Linked DNA regions of Mus musculus: region 2 is linked to region 1. The links are chromatin contacts, called in public HiChIP or PLAC-seq maps. All regions are on one chromosome and are shown on one strand. The core of a region is the stretch at or near the end of the contact, and the rest is flanking DNA. Distances in the headings are between cores, read along the strand shown. Region 1 has its middle 42 kb from the start of Gtdc1. Region 2 has its middle 41 kb from the start of 1700019E08Rik.

The links. HiChIP or PLAC-seq counts read pairs in DNA pulled down with a chosen protein or histone mark.
Region 2: a CTCF HiChIP or PLAC-seq map of the NIH/3T3 cell line shows a contact between it and region 1, with 6 read pairs. The contact joins two enhancer-like sites.

What each region holds. Positions count from the first base shown.
Region 1 is chr2:44,965,903-44,971,597 of GRCm38.p6, forward strand. No RefSeq gene overlaps it. Among named protein-coding and RNA genes, the nearest start is that of Gtdc1, 42 kb to the left of the region's middle. Within about 2 kb of position 3,514, at least 47 of the 459 cell types and tissues checked have an H3K27ac peak or open chromatin away from gene starts, as enhancers often do. A contact at or near this core is called in the NIH/3T3 cell line, where this site is marked.
Region 2 is chr2:45,653,064-45,658,758 of GRCm38.p6, forward strand. No RefSeq gene overlaps it. Among named protein-coding and RNA genes, the nearest start is that of 1700019E08Rik, 41 kb to the right of the region's middle. Within about 2 kb of position 3,243, at least 22 of the 459 cell types and tissues checked have an H3K27ac peak or open chromatin away from gene starts, as enhancers often do. A contact at or near this core is called in the NIH/3T3 cell line, where this site is marked.

The sequences.
Region 1 (5,695 bases), core at 2,264-4,763:
ATACTGAAGCCAGAAATATGGCACAGTATTGGCCTTCCAACTCCTAAGCTGAAAGGAAGCCCAGTAGAGCAAACTACTTTTTTCCAGAGCCTTCACACTAACACATCGGTCACATTTGACTATATTCCAGCTACAGTAGTAGAGCATAGGAGTATGAGTCAATCCCCCTTGCTTAATGTCTCCAATTTCATTCTTCTATCTTGGTCAGGGGGTGTTTGTTATTTGTTTGTTTCTCATTCTTTCTTTCTGTCTTTGTCCCACTTTTAGCTCAAGTTTCTGGGCACATAAAAATAAAATGTAAGATGTGATAGGCACATGATTTACAGAGGTAGATTCCAGCTTCCTTTTAAGGCTAAAAACTATGGATATTACTTTTGTTTTATTGTTTCTTATCTATCCAACTGGGCTGTGAGTTCCCTTTTGGACAGGATCCAGGTCTCATTTATCTCTGTAGTCTCTTTTCTTTCTCCCTATGATGCTTATCCAATGAAGAGATCGGGTGGTATAGCTGTACACAATGATGCTTATCCTAGTACTGTTGGAGGCCTTCCATAAGGCCTTGCTGAAATATAGTTAGAGAGATGAAGGTATAAATTCCTTTTTTTGTCTGTCCTATACCCAAGAAAATTGCCTCAGTGGGTGTCTGAATTGTTCAGAACTTTTATTGCCATCTAAATGAGAATGAAATGTTTAGTTTGAAATTAGCAAAGGCTTTTGTGTCCTTTGGGGTACTTTGGCAATGAGTAACAGAATAACTACCTAAAAGTATCTTCATAAGTCAAGTTATATGAGAAGATAAGGACCTTGGAAAGGTAGTATCAAAGTTGCTGTGGCACATAAATGATGTCATTCGGGACACAGGCTCTTTGTATTCTTTGTTCTCTCTTCCTGTCTGTTTTATGGCTGCCAGATGGGTGCTTCATGTCCATATGTCTTGTCTTCCCAGAACTTATTTCAAAGGTAAGAACAAAAGAGGCTTGGAAGGATTTCTTTACATCCTCCCCCCACCGTCTTTTCCAAGTGAGGAAATGCCTTCCAACAGGCCTTCAGTACATTCTTCCTTGCCTCTCATTGGCTCAGAAGTATCCCATGCTCACCCTTCTATGGATGGCATTTGTTGATCAGGACCCCCATGCTTTGTAGCAGGCTTAGATAAGTCATGGTGTACTCACTTGGTAAATGGCTCTCACTTCTCTAAACTATCTCTGCCCTTGTGCCCTGATGCTTCCTATGTGCATGTTGGCAGGATTCTGGAAGAATGAAACGAGAGATGGATGTTGGAAAGGAAACAGCTTCCTCTGCCCTACCCCCACTCAGTGAAGTCATTTGTCAGAAATAACAGAGATGTGAATTAGTCAGAGAAAATACTTAGACCCCCACAATGGGTGTAGGAGCTCACGTTGATTTATTGTTCATCTATTGTTTATGTTATTTAAACCTCATACCATCAACCTAGTAGTGAAGAGACTTTGTATAAATAGTTGGACAGGAGGCTGCTTCCTTGAGCGTATGAGAACAGGAGAGCTGGCTCTGCCCCATGCTCACTGCGCTGGGTGAACTAGCTTAGGCAGTGCTGGAGATTTCATCCTGGTGGTATGGGTGTGGGAGAACTGGCAGGCTGACCAGCTCAGCTACCATCGAGGACCAAATCCAAGAACTGGTGTTGTCCCACCCCAACATCTACTCTGTGAATTGCCAGAGCACATGAAGAGGCCTGTCCTACAGCTCCAAAGCTGAGGATTTCCATGACACAGGGCAACAACAGGATATTAGAGCAGAGTCCTAGTGAGGATCCAGCACTGATAATGTAGCAGAAGCCAGAGGCGTTGAACCAGACCAATAATTCATTGAAATGAACATTTGCAAGAAGGGGAGAGAGAAGGGTAAACTGAAGATACTGGAACAAAAGCTTCATCCACATACATCCGCTACACCTTCCACAGCAAGATTTTTGTTTGTTTGTTTGTTTGTTTGGGGGGAGATAGTAAGGGTGAAGGGGGTGGGATTGGGGTGCATGATGTGAAATTCACAAAGAATCAATAAAAATTTAAAAACAAAGCAAAACAAACCAACAGGGATAAGAATCAATCAGGAAAAAAGTTGCTCTAATTTGCACATAAACGAAAAGGGACTTCTGGGGTCCGATCACTTTACCTCTAACCACAAAACCCAGGATCCTTTTCTGTGCTTTTGGGGGTACCTTTTTTTCAGGTTGAGATGTTTTTACTCTTAAGAGAATCCCTAAAGTCTGTCTGATCAAAGTGGGGAGAAAGATTCTAGATGGCACAACCATGTTGAAGCTAGATCAGCAGTTTCTAATGACCACAGCAAAACTTTAGATAGCGTTCCATCCATTAAAGGGTATTGGTAAGGTGTCCATTGGTAGAAAGAGTTCTTTGGACACTGATGTTTGACAGTACTTTTCTAAGTTTATAAATGAGGAGAACAACCCTTCATATTTGTTCTATTTCCTTCCAGTACAAAGAAAAGCCATAGATGAGAGTGGATGTTGGGATATGTTCATAACCATGCTTTCTACACAGGAAACATGCAACACACATGTCCTGACTGGAAAAATATTAAGACATATTGATTTTTACTTGCATTTCTGGCCTCATGTTTTGCAGAAAGTCTCTTAGGTTGTGGTTGGCATTTTACAAGTGTAATATGGTGGTTTTAAAGACTTCTTTCTTGGAATGAGCCAACCTAAGTATCCTCATACAATTGGTGACTGCTTCTATGGAGTCTATTCTCCACACAGTAGCCCAATTTCTACCTCAAAATACATTACCCCTTCCCCTGTCCACATGGCTTAAACAAAGTAAACTTTATTCCCGAACTCTGGACATGAGCTGAGATGAGTCAGAGCTTCTCTGTGTCTTTGATTCTTATATCCTTTAATTTAAACTTCTGATAAGTTTAACCAAATGAAGTCATATCATAGTCACTTTATTTTTTTGTGAGTGTTACAGTCATTCATTTATTCAGTGAAAACAATATTGATTCACTTTTCCTCAAAACACCAACTCCCTGACAAATGTAATCACACCGTCCATCTTAACCAGTTCCAAGATAATGCACAGTATACTATTTATATCTTCATCTGAAGAACAGAAATACCTGAAATTTTTTTAAAGTTAGGCTTTTTAATTAAAAAACTGTTTATTCTGTTTACCTAATGAAATCGTATAGTGTAGTAGTACTCCTAAGGTATAGCATCCTGATCAGAGTTACTTTTTAAAATTGAGAACCCAATCTTAATTGAGCAGCAGATTTTATAGCATCCCCATAATACTAATAGGTTTCTCAAAGACAAAACCTAGACTTCTTGAAAGTTTCTTCAACAGAAACCATCCTTCACTCTAGCTGAAATGCTCAGCTGCAAAGGAATGCTGGGAATGTCATTGATTCATATTGGACCACATCAAAGAAACGGAGGACACAGCAGAAGATGAACACGCTGCTGAAGGAGTTAGGAAGGGAAGAGGGCATGGTGCTTTGTCATGATGCTGGACCTTGTGAGAAACATCAGGAGACAGTTTCCTGACTAATACCACTTCCACTGGTATCCATTATCTACACATTCTTAGTGTCCACATCCCATGACTCAGCAGTCTGAATCATTGCCAGAGCTACCAGGCCTTGAGCTGCCAACTAGTAATTCTAAAAAAGTGAAGCTAGAACCAACCAAGGAACATGAAATCATCTGTTCCTGAAATTAAATATAGGTGTTTTTAAAAAAAAAAATCTTTAAAGATTTTATTCATTCATTTATTTATATCAAATAAATGTGAGTACACTGTAACTGTCTTCAGACACACCAGAAGAGTGCATCAGATCCCATTACAGATAGTCCTGAGCCACCATGTGATTGCTGGGAATTGAACTCAGGACCTCTGGATGAGCAATCAGTGCTCTTAACCTCTGAGCCATCTCTCCAGCCCCAAATATAGGTGTTTTTAATGAAGTAAACTATAGTTTCATTGTATTCTAATGATCGATTCTGTAGGCTCATAGAACTAAATAGTACAAAACATATATTCCTAATCCAACCAGTTATTTATTTATTTTTAAACCAGAGATGGCACAAATACAAGATACTATTGGAATTGTTGGTAGGTTTGTTTTTCCTTCCCCTTTATGACAGTAGACCTGTTCAATGTGTTTGGGGGGGGGCTGCAATTAATAATAAGGGAAAACATTGTTTAGTAAAGTTGGGAAGAGGCCTTTGGAAGAATTTTTATCCTCAAAACTGCAAGAGGGTTGACCTGTTTATTGGAAATAGTTCTGCTAGAATTAGAAGCGGAAATCAGGGTATGATAATGAAACTCAGTTTAAGCAGGAAAGGGCGGTAACACACGTATCACTCCACACCACGCAAATATGCTGCCAGTTTAGATACAGAGCTGTGGTTCCTTTTGTCAAGTGATTCTATTTTCTGTTAGGAAGGCTAACTTTGAAATACCATTTTCAGGAAGAGATGCTGGAACAAAAGCTTCATTGAAATGCTTATATCCTCGAAATTCCCTCATGCTGTTTGCAGTTAGGATCTCTTTATGAGCCATCCACTTCCATATGGCTTCTGGGAAATAAGGCTCAGTCTTAACTGTCTACTAGTGGTCCAGTTTACACATCTGGAAGCCACTGGAAGGTGTTGTTCCAGCTTAGAGGTCAAAGCCGCAGGTAAGAGAGAGTCTATGGATCAGACACTTGCTTGAGGTTGTGGTTACATTTCAGGCACATTGACCTACATCACATACAGTGCTTTCTTCCTTCTTTCCAAGGACGGTACTCATCGGCAACGTGTTCATACCCACAAAATAGTACTATTTAACAGGCGCTCTTAATTAGCAATTCTGAGAGACAGCTTATTAATACTAAGGAAAGAGGATATATTTAGTATATCATATTCATTGTTTGGTCTAAGTACAGACATTTGGAAGAGTTGATTACTAAAAGCCTAGGGAAAACCATTGGCTCCAGCCATCAAACCATATTCTGTCACATTAGTAGGCCTGTGAGCATCTGTCTCGTGATACATTTCTCTTCATTCTTCTGCATCACAGTCAAATGGCCCGTTTGCCCTCTTAACATTTATTGATTCTTTGTGAATTTTTCATCATGCATCCCAATCCCGCTCTTCTCGCCCTCCCTTTGTACGTACCTGCTCCCCCGCTCCCCGAAAAGAGAATAAAATAAGACAGAATTGAAAAAGAAAAATCTTGCTGGGGAAGCTGTAGCGTGTCACAGTGTGTCCCGAGGTATACCCCTTTGCCCACACATCTTTATTTGCAAATGTTCATTGCAACAAGTTACTGGTCTGTGTTGAGGCCTCTGCATTCTGCTACACCATCAATACTGGATCCCCACTGGGACTCCTCGAGGATATCCTACTGTTGCCCTGTGTCATGGAGAGCCTGCAGCTTTGGATATGCAGGACTGGCCCTTTCACTAACTCCCACAGATCATAGATGGGGTAGACTTTGGGGTGGACCAATTCAAAGCCCTGGATCTGGGCCTGAGAGGTTGAGTTGGTCTGCCCATCAGCTCTTCTCCAGCACTGCCCGGGCTTGCTCACCCAGTGTTGTAACTTCAGTTCTCATGTTCTCATGACCTTAGGGCCTGGCTCACTCACACATTCGCTACCAGGGCTACCTCTATAGTGCTGCCCAGGCAAGGTGCAGGGCCTGTTCTC
Region 2 (5,695 bases), core at 1,993-4,492, 690 kb after region 1:
TCCCTTTCGGCTTGGATCTACCCCCCCCCCACACCTCCTTCAAAAGAGAAGGCCTTCCAGAAACAACAAGCAAGTATGACACAATGACCTGCAGTAAGACAGGCACATACTCTCACATCGAAACTGGATGAGGCAACCCAACAGGAAGAAAAGTTTCTCAAAGGCAGGCAATGGTCAGAGAAAGCCCCAGCTCCTGCTGTAAGGAATCCCACAAGAACAGCAGACCATACACATACCAACATACCATAAATGCAAAGGACCTATATTCGATCCATACAGGCTCCCTAATCTCTGTGAGCCCTCTTGAGTCCTGATCAGTTGACTCTGTGGGCCATTCTCATGGTGTCCTTGATTCCTCTGATGGTGCCAATACTTCCGCTCCTTCCTCTGCAGGATTCCTGAGTTCTGCCTAAAGCAGGTAGACACAAAGCTTTAAGAATAAGTAAAAGACTTTGGTAGTTACTTTTGCTAGTGTGTTGTCAGGAAATTTCAGCTGTATTGGTTATTCAGAAACTGAGCAATCTGTGAGAACTCTGAGGCTTCAAAGTCTTAGATATTTTCCTGTTCTGTTGTGAACTTTACTTCCAAAGAGAATAGCAATGGTAACGATCAAAGACAATTTTAAGGCAATTAGTTAATATCCTAGGTTTTCTGTTTCTGTTGTCTCTCTCTCCCTCTCTCCATCCCCCTTTCATCTTTTTTTTTATTATTTGCTTCATTCTGTTACCAGTTCCTATACAAACTCTCTCTTCCATACCTCAGGGGTAACTCTTTACTTTAGATTATTTACTTATTTATTTACTTATTTATTTATTTTTATTGTTGTTGGTGGTGATGGTGGTGGTGGTGGTGGTGGTGGTGTGTGTGTGTGTGTGTGTGTGTGTGTGTGTGTGTGTTCAGCCATATGTTTTCCATGACTACAGCAATTATGTGGGAGTTAGAGGACAACTTTTGGAGTTGGTTGTCTCCTACCTTTGCTTCCGTTGCTTTTGAAATCAAATCACCACTTCCCCTCTTACCATCAGGTTAAATATGTCTTGGGACAATTGGTGCAAGACAATTATCCTGGCTAGCTTGTTGTCAACTGAACACAAATTAGAGATCTGCCTGGGAATAGACATCTCAACTAGAAAAATGCCTCCATCAGATAGCTTGTAGGTAATCCTGTAGCACATTTTCTTGATTAATGATTGATGGAGAGAGGGCAGCCACAGTGTGGGTTCTGTACTACACCTGGGAAAGGTAGTCCTGAACTGTAGATAGAAAGCATGGTGAGGTAACTAAGGCTCACAGGTCACTGCCAAAGACAGAGCAGAAAGACTGTAAATGCCCGAGGAATGGGGAACCTGGGAATGTCGGAATCAGTACTCATAATGTCTCTCCAACATGGTTCCCTGTTCAACAGGAAGACAGCAGTAGACTTGCTAATGTGGACAGCTGACAGCTGGCATGGGAGAAGCTCACTAGGTGACAACCGACACTAAAAAATCAGCATGCAACTAACACCAAATGGTTATCTAATTCCAAATGGTCACCTCTGGAAAAAAAAAATATATATATATATAGTGTGTGTGTGTGTGTGTGTGTGTGTGTGTGTGTACACACATAATATTATATAGACTGAGAAAGTTGCACTTATATATGTAGGAATACATATTTATTTGAAATAATAGTTAATAATTTAAAAGAGAGTAAGAAAGAAGGTACAGCAGGGTTTGTGGGTAGGGAAAGGAAGAAGTGACATAATTATAATCTCAAAAAATGATTTTAATAGGAAGAGGAAGAAGGCAAGCAGCCTGAGTAAGCCATATGGAAAATCCAGTAACCAGTGCTACTTCACACTTCTGCTTAAGCTGCTGCCCTTGGTGTCCTACCCTGCTCAGTTCCTGCCCTGTTTTCACTCTGTGATGGACTATTACCTTGGGAAGTTTAAGATGAAATAAACCCTTTTCCTTTGAGGATTTTTTTTTTTTTTTGGCAATGATATCTTATTCCAGCTATTGAAACCATCAAATATTTTTTCATTGGGTAAGAAACTCTAATTTTCCCTTTTATGTATTTCTTAACTTTTGCAATTGATGCTCTCAGCTCCAGCTTCTCAACTCCACTGAGGATGCAGTGGGAACACTAAGGGACACTTGGTATAAGGCAACCGAGGAGGTAAAGACAAGATGGCTTGCTCTGTCCACTGTACAGTGTCAGACAAATGTTCCCAAGTAGGCATACAGTGGTGTGAATTTTTCTTTTCATAGAAAAAAATCAACCAGGCCTTTAAAATAAGACTTTTCTAATTTTACACATTTGCAAATGATTCAATATTTTCAAGAACACATGGAAATCCAAACCTTTGAGCCTGTTTTAGCTTATGTCCATCAGGTGGTAACAGGATTGTTGTCTGCCTATTTTTGAAAGATAACTGTCTTTTTTTTTCCTGCTGATCGAGCCTGGCTTTATGGATTTTTGTCTATTGAGTCACAGGAGTGAAGAACATATGTTAGCTGATTCATATCTATTACACTTCCATATCCATCTCTATTATACCTGCACACTTCTTTTCAAGGAAACAGACAAAGGAACTGAGAAATGGTGGCTGGTAGAAGTTCAGGATTCATGATCTTAGATAATGTTTCAATTTGCTTTTTAATATGTGACAAGGAGTCAAGTGTCTTTGGCTGCCTCTAAGTAACAAAATGGCCTTGAACTCTCCATTCTTTAATCCTTCTACCCTCAAGAGTTTAAATTTCAGGTAAAGGAATTTTCCATTTATTTTCAAGGTACTAAATGAATCATTGTTTTCCATTTCATGCACTCATAATATGTGTGTGTGTGTGTGTGTGTGTGTGTGTGTGTGTGTATACAGGCTTATAGAGACACAGTGACACACACAGATAGATAGACAGACACACATACAAACATTAAGTGTGGAAAGTAACCTGATTCCTTATTATACATACACAAGGCATTTCCTGTCATTTGGCCTTTTGACATTCCCAGTATGCTCCATAGCTGATCCTGGAAGGGGATTTTATGTAGTTTAAATCACTTGAAGGAAAAATAAAAGAAAAAAAAAAAAAAAAAAAAACAGAACGGCAAGCCTGGAATCTCATTTCTTTTTTCTCTGGGGAATATCCTTGTACTAAATTGACATCAACACATGATAGAAATTGGTCACTCCCTGATATAGTCATTCAGGAATTTTTGCTATTTTAAGGCCTATTATTATTTCCAGCAGTTGCTACTTCATCATTCAGCCAAATACAGTCATCTAGAATTGCCTGACATAACAGTAGTTCTGTCATTGGCTGTAACTCCCTAGTAGTCAGACCTGCTACTTACTTCTGCCATGGTCTCAGCAAGAGCTTGTGGGTTAGGGGTCTAAGAAGAAATGCAGTCCAGTCTGTTTTCTTGTCTCTTCTTTGGCATTTTCTAGAAATCTAGGCTTGTCTGGTAATCCTGAGCAGCCTATATAAATAAAGTCAAACTGACTTTGAAGACATACCCGGCCTCATCCAGTCATAGCATCTACTTTGATGTGCTATGTGTGCACATGTGTGTGTGCATGTGTGCATGTGTTTGTGAGTGTGTGCACGTGTGGATGTGTGCAGACATGTGGCATAAGAATAATGCCAGTGAAAAACACAGAAGATGAAAGCTTTCAGACATAAGGGAAAAATATCTAGGGAAATATTCAAAAAGAAATAAGATGAGATTGTATAATAAATAAGTAAAGATGATCTATGCACAACATACATCCAGCTGCAAGCTTTCTGTTGAAATTCTGAGAATATTTCTTATCCTTAATAGAATTTCTTCAGTTTTACATGGGAATATACAATGTGGTTAGTTTTTTTTTTATCTGATTACTTATATTGTTTTTGGTCATTTATGCTGTTTCATAACAGATTTATTCCATTTTTTGGTAACATGTATCATTGTTCCTAGAAACTCCTTTGCTTTATATTCAAGGTTTGTGAATGGCTAGGGTCTCAAAACTTGGATAACTGAATATTAGTTAACTTAAACATTAATAAATTCCTAAATAGAACTTGTACAGATATATCCTTACATAGTCCTAAATTTGGCTCATTTCAGGGAATAAGTCAACAGAGGCTGTCAGGAGAAAGCACATGAGGATACACTCTGGGGAAGACTCTAAAGTGGGACTGGAAAGAGGTCACCGCAAACCATAGTTAATAATGACAAGAAGGCTATATTTGTATTTATTAAAAATAAGTTAACTACCTACATGCACAGAACTACAATTCATTTGGATATTTTAAACGATAAAGTATATGTTTTTAAAATAGAAAAGGCATATATTTGCTGATAACATTAATGAAATAAGTGTACAATTTAGGGAAAGATCAGTGTTAACAGATTTTGCTAGTTGGAAAGAAACATTTGTCGTTCTACTTGGGTGTAAAGACATACTCTATCTTTCCACAATTACAAGAATTTCTGGAACAACTGGCTGTATGCTACCACTGTAGGTAGGTTCAGACCACAGGTACTCTTTGTCCTCGAGCTCGTATTGAGACTCATGTTACAGCCTCTAAATTTCCTGAATAGTTATTCCATGCCATGTTTAGAGAGCATAGGAGCATTGGGATGAAGTCCATTATATGGAACAGATATTTCTTTTCTTTTTTTACAATGTGAATTTTTATTATTACTATTATTATTCTTTTATCTTTTTTGCAGTCCCCCTCCTTGTCTGCCCTCTGACTGTTCCTTATCCCATTCCTCCTCCCCATTACCAAGAGGATATTCCCTAACCCCCTCACCCCCCAACTCTGGACCCACCAGACCTCCCCACTCCCTGGGACAAGTCTATAGAGGGTTAGGTGCATCTTCTCTCACTGATGCCAGACCAGGCAGTCCTCTGCTGTTTATGTGTCCAGGCCTCACATCAGCTAGGGTTCTCTGCCTGGTTGGTGGCTTAGTGTCTGAGAGATCTAGGGGATCCAGGTTTGTTAAGACCTATGGTCTTCCCGTGGGGTCACCCTCCTCCTCATCTTCTTCCAGCTTTTCCATAATTCAACCATGGGGTCCCTGGATTCTGTCAAGTGGTTGGGTGTAAGTACCTGCATTTGACTCTTTCAGCTGCTTGCTAGGCCTCTGAGAGGGCAGCCATGCTAGGATCCTGTCTGTAGCATCAGGAATACTTTCAGGCCTTGGAGCCCTCCCTTGAGCTGGATCCACATTTGGGCCTGTCACTGAAGCTCCTTTACCCTTTGCTCTTCTTCATTTTGTCCCTGCAGTTATTTTAGGTAGGAAAAATTCTGGGTCAGAGTTTTTGATGGCAGCTCCATCCCTTCACTTGAAGGCCTGTCTTTCTATCGGAGGGGGACTTTACAAGTTCCCTCTCCCCACTGTAGGGCATTTCGTTTAAGGTTCCTCCCTTTGTGTCCTGAGCATCTCTCCCAGGTCTCTGGTACATTCTAGAGGGTGCCCCACCTCCTAACTCCCTAGGTCCTACCTCCCTAGGTTGCCTGTTTCTATTCTTTCTGCTGGCTCTCAGGGCTTCACTCCTATCCCCCCACCCCATCCCCAATACCTGATCATGTTCCTGTTTTCACTTCTCGGTTTCTTGATTCATTGATTCAACAGGTAACACTTTGGAAAAGAGCATGGTAAATGAACCAATGCTTGACTGTTTTCTGACAAATTTCTACCAGCATCTTTCCAGCTGTAA